Regions from separate parts of the Zea mays genome. Here region 1 is linked to region 2. The links are chromatin contacts, called in public Hi-C maps. All regions are on one chromosome and are shown on one strand. The core of a region is the stretch at or near the end of the contact, and the rest is flanking DNA. Distances in the headings are between cores, read along the strand shown.

Region 1 (5,554 bases), core at 2,219-4,718, 300 kb before region 2:
AAAGTTTGCAGGCCACTCATCACGCACACTAGAAACTTCATTCATCCTGCTAAGTGGCCCTTGTCTCATGTTTACAGGTAGAATGTCCTTGGGTGTTGTAGGCTTGGAGTTTCTACGTTCATTTACACCAAGTACATTTGATGAGAGAGGTTGTTTTGGATGCCCTTCCAGCTCAGACCAAAGTAAGCCAAGAGGACTCAGATCGCTGTCCCTTGGGACATTATGCTGCGGCAAATTAGCTTCTCCAACCACAGAATGGGGATCATGTGGTGTCAACTGGAAATCTGCATGGTCGTTCTCAAGGTCTCGTAAAGATTGACCCATGCTACTGTTAGGCCTCCCAGTGTACAACACTTCTGTCATAAACATGAAAAAAGTGTATATTAAACATGAAAAAAATAAACATTACCTCAGCAAAAACACAAACAGAACAGATGAGTTTTTTTAAAAAAAAAATCTAACCTTCGGCATCCTGATTCACTGATTCAGGAATGTGCTGCTGGCGATTACTAGTATTTGATATATCCTTTCCTGTTTCCGGTGAAGATAGCCAACCACTACGAGAAGGTATTGATTCTTCATGATCACCTCTTTTAGGATCAACAGCATTGCTTTCAGTATCCCAGTTAGACAATTGGTCACCCCTCACAGAGGAAGCAGAACGGACACTGGATTCAAATTTACTTTGAGATGATTCAAGAGATTCAGAATTTCCATCACAAGGTACAGGTATACGCGATTGCGGCTTTTGCACAAGGTGGGGCATGACTTCAACAAGTGGGCGAAAAGGAACATCATCTGAAAACTGAGACAGACGTACAGGTAACTCCAAACCGAAGTATCCATCTTCATACCAAGAGATTATGTCAGCACCCAGAAATGGACCCTGCACACCTCCTTGGGGATCCAGATAATATAATGTCAACTCTTCTGGATAAATAGCATGGCCACCCACTTTTGTATCCATGTTGTTGCTTTGGTATGGCTTAGGGGGTTCTTGAAGATGCTCAAAGGATGGTACATCAAACAGAGTGTTCGAATCATCAGGTAGCTTAGTGCCAAGATCATGATCAACATTTTCCTTGATCTCAGCAGTTTTCAAACCTTCCTGAGTGTCAGTAATCCTATGTTGATTGCTGAAGGCATTTCCCTCCAGACTTTTCTTCGGCAGAGATGTACTGACACCACTAGGAAGTGTCCCTTCAACATAGAAGGCATCATTCACTGAGATTAAACCTGAAGACCCTTCTTGACCCAACCCAGCAATTGCAAAACTGGCTTTGCCCTTGTCATCATCAATACCAGAAGCAGGTTCTGAAACAATCATACAATTTAGAGTTTACCATATGGATAGGAAGCCATGGATAAACAGTAACATTTACATTTTTAAGTCTATAAAATCATGGCACAACTAACATCCCAGTGTAGATATACCTTCGAGCTCTTTTGCCCTCTCCTTGTTTCCAGTCCCATTGATTCCTTCACTGCTAATGACTTTACCCTTTCTAATATCTTCCAGGAGAGCCTGAACAAGTAGTCAAGAAGGTAGATAAAGAGGGGGGAAATGAGATTAGAGCTTAAAGTTAGTAGGAAAATATAGCCTAGGTATTACCTCTTCAACAGTATCTGGTGCAACAAATGCTAGAGGTTTTGCAGCAATAGAGAGTGTGATAGAAGGAATTTCGTCCAGTTTCATGTGGGCATCATCAAACGACGACATCATATTTTTCTGCCTGTATATATCAAGAAGCTTCCCTCTTGGGTAGCGGAAACTAACTGCAGTTTTTGCAAATTTCCCATGCACAGCTGGAGCACCGATTGATCCTGCAGATGATGGCCGGTTGAAGGATGCAACTGAGTTTGGGTTTCCCCTGCCTCTTCCAGCGGCAAAACCAACATTAGACGAGTCCTTAACACGTCCTTTCTCGGATCCAAAGCCTGGAGCAGCACGGTACGTAGCTGTTCCAACAGAATGACTTTCCTGCCGGTGACGAGGCCTCCATTTATCACGGGAATCGGACTCAGACAGCAGCCTTCCTGTGAAGGCCTGTTTATCAGCATGAGTTTCATCCTTCTCTGCATCAACCTTCTTGTCTGACCTGGAGTCCTTCTCCTTGTCATCGGGGCCCCATCTTGATGACCATTTTGCATCACGTCGACCCTCATTCCCCAGGCTACGGGTGGAACCATCATTCCACCTTTCAGATGAAGGAGCTGTGCGCGGATCAGTGTTGTCCCTTGCAGAAACATTGTCAGATCGGCGATCGATCTTGCGGTTATCCACATCCCGGTCTACATCCTTCTTGCGCTCCCTCCTCCCAAGAAGGCTTGTCTCCCTCTCCTCTTCAAGCCAACGAAGACCACTGTCAGCATCAAATACATTCCTCCTTCGTTCTTTCCTATCAGCAGTTCCTTCCAACATCCTCGCTTCCTTTTCAGCAGGTTCAAGGGAGGACCCATGAGGCAGCGAGATCTGCAGATGAGCATCCAGCATCGTTAAAGATCAATTTACCAGCAGTCAATCGACATCATGGTACAGTGAAACAGTCCCTGAAGGAAGGGCAGTGATCACAAACCTTTCCATCAGCAGGTTTGGCGTAGAGCCACTGAGGAGAAAGGGGAATGCTGTTATCCAGGTGGTGCTGATCTGCATAGCAGAGGGTCAACGCTCAGCAATATCATCCACACGATTGTATCATCCACACGACAGCCTAATGATGCACAAGCTCACGACCCTACGCAAGCAGACAGAGGACGAGGATAGCAACCGCACAGGAAACATGCACCCACGCAACACGAACTAGCAATACCCAACAGAACGCTACACATTTGTGCGGTAGTGCATGGCGCCCGCTACAGAAATACCTCATGCTAAGCTGAGCAAAGCAGACAGTCCGAGATGAATCAGGGAGGAATGAAAGGCAAGTGGTTTCGGGTGAAGAAATCCGCACCTTTGGAGTGGTCGACGAACCCCATGGCGGCGGCGGCCCTGTCCTCCTCGATCCCAAGCGACAGCCCACCTGCACGACGCAACAACCAGACGTCAAATCGGGGGCACCCACCAATCAATCACAGATCTGCCCCGAGGCCAGTCCAGGCGGCAGATCGGATCTCACGCGGGCCAGGGCGCCTAGATCGGGCGGGTCACCTTTGCCGAGTGCCGAGGGTCGATCCAGCTTCCTCTCCGCCATCGGAGCCTCGCGGGATCCGAAGGAGCGAGCGGGGGAGTGAGCTAGGGTTTCCGGTGGAGGGCGGAGAGAGAGGAGAGGCAGCGGCTCCCGCGGCGCGATCCGAGCGAACGGGGCGAGGCGGCGGAGAGAACCGGGGCTAGGGTTTTGAGACAGAGCGAGGCGGCGAGGTCACCGGCGATGCGAGGAGCAGGAGATGGAGGGTGGCCGGGGGTTGGGATTGGGAGCTATGTGTGTGTGTTTTGGACGGGGTGGCTTTTTGGCTGTGTTTCGATGGGGGCGTGGAGCGGGGCGAGAGAATAGGAAGAGATGACGAGCACAAACCAAGAGATAAATCATAGCTTATCGCGCGATTTGTTTGTTTCTATCGTTTTTTTCTTCCTTGTTTGTAGCAAAATAGTACGTTTTTATTAGTTAGCTGGTGACTATATGAACGTTTTTTAGGATGGTGGTGATACAGATATCGTGACTCAATTATGGAAAAAAAACAAATAATTTGTTGTGAAGATGGCTTGGTTTCACACATAAGTTCCTAAAAATAACTTGCTAAGGTCCCGTTTAGTTCGAGGGACTAAAGATTAGTCTCTTTATTTTAGTCTTATTTAGTCTCTAAGTTGCCAAATGGTGAGACTAAAACAGGGACTAAATTGTTTTAGTCTCTAGTCTATCAAGGGAAGACTAAAAGGAATTAAACCTTATAAATTCTAGTTTTTGCCCCTCCTTTATTTCAGTTACGCTAATGACGAAAGAATGTTAAGGTGTATTTTAGTCCTCTTATGATTCATTTAATACATTTTGAATATTTTAGTCTATAGAATCAAACATGATAGAGACTAAACTTTAGTCTCCTAACTAAACTTTAGTTACTGAACTAAAGGAACCAAACGGACCCTAAATACGTATCGGGAACAAAGCAATCATAGCTTGCGAGTTGCGACACTTCTCAATTTTTAGGTTATTAAAAACTTTTAAATTATGTTAACCTAGTTTTTCTGGTCATTACTTGTAGCTTTAAATTTGGTTTATCTACACACTAAAGTCCAATAATCATCATTTTTCTCTTGATTATTATTCCCATTATATATGAATCGTGATCGATCAATTTTCTCTAATTCTTGGATGGATCATCTTCACACTTATCAAACAAGAATCACAAATTCATCATTTGCATAATTCAAATCATTCAAAGTGCTTCACTTGCATACATGCATGAATTCGATAGCAGACAAGTGGTCGAAACAAAGAAAACTTGCTACACATGTTGGGAAAGGGGACACATGGCAAATTCATGTTCCTTAGGTAACAATACTAAGCCTATTTCAATTCATAGTAATATTATGCTTAGAAAGGATGGCAATGGTACCTCATTTTTTGAGAGCACCTAGAGGGGTGAATAGGTGATCCTGTAAAATTCAACACTAAATTCCAACAACCTTGATTATAAAGATATTAGTGCGGGTTAATCAAGTCAATAAGACGAGCTCTTGCGAACACAAACAATCAAAGAGAGAGCAATCACAAGAGACATGCGAATTTATCCCGTGGTTCGGCCAAGTAACACTTGCCTACTTTCACGTTGTGGCGTCCCAATGGACGAGGGTTGCACTCAACCCCTTTCAAGTGATGCAATGATCAACTTGAATACTACGACTTTTCTTCCTTATATCCTTTTCCTATTTGCGAGGAATCTCCACAAATTGGAGCCTCTCGCCCTTACAAGATTGGTCACAAAGAACGCACAAGAGTAAGGTTGGGAAGAGAAATGCACACAAGACACAAATCGCAGCACAACTACGCACACAAGTCACAACTTGAGCTCAAAACACAACGCACGGAGTTCACAACTCAAATGGAGCTCAAGTCACTATCTCAAAGAATCGAATGCGTGAAATTGGAGTCTTGGAGTCTTAGAATGTTTCTTGTAAGCTTGGGTTACTCCTCCATGCGCCTAGGGGTCCCTTTTATAGCCCCCAAGACAGCTAAGAGACGTTAGAGGCCAACAAGGAAGGCCATCCTTGCCTTCTGTCGAGTGGCGCACCGGACAGTCCGGTGCGCCACCGGACAGTCACTGTAGACGGTCCAGTGCCGATCTCCTTCCTTTTCTGGCGCAGACGACCATTGCAGCTTTGGGCCAGTTGGCGCACCGAACACTGTCCGGTGCACACCGGACAGTCCGGTGCCCCTGACGACCGTTGGCGCGGGCGATTGCGCGACCGACCGTTGCGCTGGCGACCGTTGGCTCACTGGACAGTCTGGTGCACCACCGGACAGTCTGGTGAATTATAGTCGTGCGCCGCTAATCTTTTCCCGAGAGCGGCTTGTTCACCGGAAACCAGCCTGTGCACCACCGGACAGTCTAGTGTGCC
Region 2 (5,676 bases), core at 822-3,321:
TAATTGGATGGCTACGACCTATATAACGTTAGGGCTCTGCCTCGTGCTTAAGAACACCTTGGTGAATGCATAATGATGTTTCCTTAAGCATTTTTTTGGTACTGAGGACATTACTTCTGTCTCTTTTCTTGAACTGTTTCATGACAGACGTCTATGTATACTCTTTGAGCTCTTCTTTTTTAGCAATCTAGTTTCTTACTGTCTAGGCAATAAGTCAACATACATGGGCAATATGTATAGTGGTTAAATTTTTTTTTGTATTATCATTTTTACTGATTAATGGAATCTTGGTGTCTGCTTGTCTCATTGAACAGAAAAGGAAAAGAGTTCAGAAACAAGCAGCTGAAGATGGTAAAGAGAATGATGATGGGGATGATGCTGATCTTGCTGGTTCTGAGGATGCATCAACAGGAGACGAAGCTGATGTGGGCTCTGACTCTGAGGCAAATGATCATGCTGTGAGTGATGCTGAACCTGATGAGCCTCCAGCAAAGAAAAAGTCTACAGATGTAAAACAGGTTAAAGAAACTGGTACTGATGCAAAGGAAAAGGATGCACCAGGAAAAAAGGGTTCTATGAAACCTGCAAAACGTGCATCAAAGCCTTCTCAAAACAGTAAAAATGAGCCTGAGGTAGAGATAAAAAAGGTTGGCAAGAGAGCAAAGAGCTCAAAAGAAACTGATGCGCCACCAGATTCAAATAAGCCAAACAAGAAGGTTTCTAAATCCAAGAAGGATAATGGAAAAGAAGCCCAAAACAACAAAGCTGCCAGGAATAAGAATAAAGGTACAAGTTTTGTAATGCTTACCACATGCTGTGTGTATTGATTGGTATTGTTTTGGTATTCTTTCCTTTTGATTGTTGCCATCCTAGTGCAGCTTTGAGTTTATTTGTGCTCGTTAATTTAAGAGTTAAGACTGCAAGTTTTTTTTTCTTCTGTCCAAAAATCATTTTCAGTTAAAAGGCCTGTGATTTGTGATGTGATGCCATATACATGCGTTACTCTGCTTGACTGCCATAGCTCTAATAAGCTATTTTCTGTTTATGCTCCCTAGGAAAAGGCAAGGGTGGCCCAGGTGCTGGGACTGCCCCAACCAATGAACAGCTTCATGCTGTTGTTAGCAGCATTTTGAAGGAAGTTGACTTCAACACAGTAAGCAGTTTGTGTTTTGAACATGGTCTATAGTTTTATGTGTTTTTTTGTATTCTGACTGGTTATTTTTTGTGTAGGCAACTTTGGCTGATATTCTCAGACAATTAGGTACATTTTTATGCTGCTTGAATTTCATTGGTGTAGATATATGAAGAAACTGTTGATACATCGGCTGTAACCTTAGTTTTCTAGCAGTAGCAGATGAGTGTACTGACATGCTTGGTTCGTTTAAACCCAGGGACCCATTTCGAAATGGACCTCATGGACAGAAAAGCAGAAGTGAAACGCATCATAGAAGATGTAATAAATAGCATGTCTGATGATGAAGGTGAAGAAGGCTCGGAAGATGAAGCAGAAGACAACGGCAAGGTGGAGAAGTCAAAGAGTGATCCCGATGGAGGAGAAGAGAAGTGATTCTGTGGACCGGATGTGCCAGTGGTGGTTTGGATTGAACCTGGAAGGACTATTTTCCGGCCAATTCTCCCGTGTTTGGAGGTTTTGGCTCTGTACAATTGGGGGCACCGCGAGAACGAGCCGGTGACCTGGGTACTGGTTACAAAGATTGTTAACCATTTCACAGCCATACACACCTAGTTGTGCTTGACTTGGTAGTGGATGTAGTCTCTAGTGTATGGTCATGTACGATAGCTTGGTTGCGTAGGTAGCTAGCGTGACTGTAATATGCAGAACAATTCTGGGCTTGTTTCAGCTATTTATCCATGTAAAACTATGTATCCGAGTTCTGAATCGTTCCTGCTCCTTGCATTTGTTGTTTACCTAGCCATCGCAATGTTAGCGCAGTGATTCTCTGCTATGTGGGCATTTTTGTTGGGTCCTTGTCTGTGTGATCTTAAGCGTTTCAAGTGGTCGTACTCTCTCTCATGTGCTCAGACGCTGTGTGTGCACCGCTGGTGGATAGGTCTGTAGATGAAACGCTTCCGATGAAAATGATCACAGCTGCAGTCGCCGTCTTCTCTGCCTGCTTGTGCTTGCCATTTCCACTAGCAACCTTCCTGAAACCCAAGATCATCTAGAATACGGTTCCGATTCTCACCTGCTCGGAGAAGAACTACGAGCGTGCATTTGCATGCTGGCTGCATCCCTTGGCTCACTCCATCCAAATGTCCCAACCACCTTACTCGCGCGCACGCACAAGAGACCTCTCTTCCTCTTCTTATAAGCCTTCTCCCTCGATCCGCTCCCCTCCGAGTTCTTTCTTACACGCGCGCTGCGTCGTCCAGGTCCAGATCCAGTCCCGGTTGTGCTCCGCTGCTGGTCTGACTCCAGCAATGGTAATGTCCGTTCATCAAGTTTTTTTTTGCTAGTCGTGTTCTCGCCGTTTCTGACATGGACGACGGATATGCACGCAGAGTGTGTTCGAGATGCGGATCAAGCAGCAGGGGGAGCCGTCGCTGGTGACGCCGGCGGAGGAGACACCCGGCGGCCTCTACTACCTCTCCAACCTGGACCAGAACATCGCCGTCATCGTGCAGACCGTGTACTGCTTCAGGGCGGCAGACGGCGGCGCCGGCGGCGGAGTCAGCGCCTGCGACGTGCTGAGGGAGTCGCTGGCGAAGGTGCTCGTTCACTACTACCCGCTCGCCGGGCGGCTGGCGACCTCGGGCGACGGGAAGCTGGTCGTGGACTGCACGGGCGAGGGCGCCGTGTTCGTGGAGGCCGACGCGGACTGCGCCATGGCGGACATCGGCGACGTCACCGAGCCCGACCCCTCCGTGCTCGGCAGGCTCGTGTACAGCGTCCCCGGCGCCAAGAACATACTCGAGATGCCGCTGCTTGCAGCCCAGGTACGTACGATTTGCTGCTCGTGCATCGATCTCCTGGATCGATGGAGTTAGTTATTAGATAATAACGACGGGCGATGGATCCATGGACTTGCAAGGTGACCAAGTTCAAGTGCGGCGGCTTCGTGCTGGGGCTGGCCATCAACCACTGCATGTTCGACGGCGTCGGCGCCATGCAGTTCGTCAACTCGTGGGGCGAGACGGCGCGCGGCCTCCCGCTGTCGCTGCCGCCGGCCCTAGACCGCGCCGTCCTCCGCGCGCGCGACCCGCCGCAGGTCGACTTCCCGCACCACGAGTTCGCGCAGATCACCGACGACGACGAGGACGAGTACGAGGACTCCCCGCTCCTGCACCGGTCGTTCCAGTTCACGCCCGCGTCCATCGCGCGCGTCAAGGCGGCGGCGGCGGCGGCGGCGCTGGAGGGCCGCGCGTGCACCACGTTCGAGGCGCTGGCCGGGTTCGTGTGGAGCGCGCGCACGCGGGCGCTGGGGATGCGGGCGTCTCGCCCGAGCAAGCTGCTGTTCGCGGTGGACGGGCGGCCGAGGTTCTCGCCGCCGCTCCCCGAGGGGTACTTCGGCAACGCCATCGTGCTGACCAGCGCGGCGTGCCCCGCGGGGGAGCTGGCGCGCTCGCTGCCGCGCGCTGTGCGGCTGGTGCGCGGCGCCGCGGGGGCCGTGACGGACGCCTACATGCGGTCCGCGGTGGACTACTTCGAGGCGACGCGCGCGCGGCCGTCGCTGGCGTCGACGCTGCTCATCACGGCGTGGTCGCGGCTGCCGTTCCGCGCGGCCGACTTCGGGTGGGGCCCGCCCGCGGCGTGCGGCCCCGCGGCGCTCCCCGAGAAGGAGGTGGCGCTCTTCCTGCCGTGCGGGGAGGAGGGGGGCGGCGGCGGCGGCGTCCGCGTCCTGCTGGGGCTGCCGCCCGCGGCCATGGCCGAGTTCCAGCGGCTCGTGGACGAGGTGACCGCGGCTTGAAGTGGAGGACCCAATGTTTGCTTGCTTGTATACGGAAGTGCTACCTGAGTACCTGTTATCTGTGTTTCTTCTTTTCTGATTTGAAAATTTGTTTGTGTTGAGTTGATGGCACCTGTATGTCGTAGTGAACTCGTCGTTGTACCTGAATGGATGTTAAAAAAAGCGTTAGGAGGAGTTTGGTTCATTTTAGTCTCTAAATTGCTAAATTCGGAAACTAAAACTCCATTTTAATTTTCTTATTTGACAATTTAGAGATTCAAAATGAAATAAAATAGATGAACTAAAAATTATTCCTTAAAAATCAAACACTGCTTAGTTAACAACATATGATGCCATTGTTGTGAGTTCCAGAACTAGTTATCTTTAATATCTTACTATATTACAGTATTACTAATAAGATATTCCATGTCAGTTTTCACTAGAGATGTTAGGCTATCTCCAACCATTCCTCCTCCCAAATCTCCGCATTCGTACATTCTATTCGTATTTAAATACCTCTCCTTCAATTATTCTTCCCCCTATTTCTCCTCTTATTCAACCATTCTCCCTATCTAGCTCCCTCATTATCCTTTAATTGAGCTATTTAACTTTTGTACCTCAGTTTTTGTAGTTTTAAAAAATACTACCATATATCATATATGTAGTACCATAATATACATTGTTATCGGCTAATTAAACTCAACAATATTAATTTTCCACTAAATACAATCAATTAGGTTAGAGCTCCCCCTCGGCGAGGGGAGAGATGTTGGACGGCGAGGGGGCGTCGGAACCCACCCCATAACCGATAGTTGGAGCGCGAGAGGGAGTCGTTGAAGAGAACCTTAGGGAAAAAATGTTTCATACTTTACTTTTTAAGCACTCTGTCATATTAAAATTCTAAAGTTAGAAGAAGCATTAAGATTTATAACACAAAATTAATATCATTGGATAGGCCATAACTATATTCTCATACTACGTTTGAATTGGTATCACACATCTGTACAGTTTTCTCTCTCTATTGATTCAACCAACCACAAAAAGGTTTCACTTAAGACAACTCGAGAAAGTACCAGCCGATGGATAAGACTCCTGTTGAAGGCTAAAATGAGCCTTGCGGACGGTCCGGCCCTGAGGCCGGACGGTCCGCGGTCCGGACGGTCCGCGGTGGCGGCGCAGACGGTCCGCGCGCGCGCAGAGTCAGTTAGGGTTCCTAGTTTCTCGCGGGATTTGTTGCCTAAAACCGCGGGATTAACTTGGGAAACAGTTGGAAACGGATCCAGACCTCCCCTTTATATAGATGAAGGGCTACGACCGATTGAACCCCCCATCAATCGAACAAATCAAGTCTATTTCTCGTTTTTACCTTACGCATTAGGAATAGTTCTAGTCTAGTTCTAGTTTAGCCTCTCAATCTCCAAATTCTCCGCCTCTCTTCAACTCTACGTCAATTAGAGGAGTCTAGGTCGGCCTGCCGAGCCTAGACAACACCTAGGATCTCTCCTCCCCGACGGGGTCCCTCCCGGGAGCGAGATCCAGGCGCCGCCGGCGACCTTCGCCACCCCCTGCGTACGCGCGGACCGTCCGGCCTGTAGGCGCGGACCGTCCGGCCGTCAGGCAGGGAACCTTTGCCCCTGCTCCAGGTCGCGGACCGTCCGGTCCCTGGTCGCGGACCGTCCGCGCCTGTACAGAGAGCACCGCCGCCGGTTCTTGTTGAGTGTTTGGCACCCGAAAAAGGTGTCAACATACTTTTGGCGACTCCGCTGGG

The links. Hi-C and Micro-C count contacts between places; a contact is called where the count stands out from the background.
Region 1: a contact with region 2 is called in a Hi-C map of tassel, with 4 times the contacts expected there. The contact joins the promoter of LOC100280040 here to the promoter of LOC111589918 in region 2. A contact is called at or near these places in 6 of 25 Hi-C or Micro-C datasets (bundle sheath, ear, leaf and 2 more).

The regions. Positions count from the first base shown.
Region 1 is chr8:167,193,839-167,199,392 of Zm-B73-REFERENCE-NAM-5.0, reverse strand. It overlaps LOC100280040 (GYF domain-containing protein), which reads right to left and starts at 3,468. Exons shown (of 9, transcript NM_001331175.1): 1 at 3,149-3,468; 2 at 2,952-3,020; 3 at 2,577-2,647; 4 at 1,613-2,473; 5 at 1,435-1,525; 6 at 463-1,314; 7 at 1-356. The coding sequence starts at 3,191.
Region 2 is chr8:166,887,812-166,893,487 of Zm-B73-REFERENCE-NAM-5.0, reverse strand. LOC111589918 reads left to right here and starts at 2,071. Exons shown (of 3, transcript XM_023300801.2): 1 at 2,071-2,445; 2 at 2,524-2,958; 3 at 3,054-4,113. The coding sequence starts at 2,275. The coding sequence ends at 3,929. LOC100281533 reads left to right here. Exons shown (of 11, transcript NM_001368025.1): 8 at 315-786; 9 at 1,056-1,153; 10 at 1,231-1,261; 11 at 1,392-1,966. The coding sequence ends at 1,567.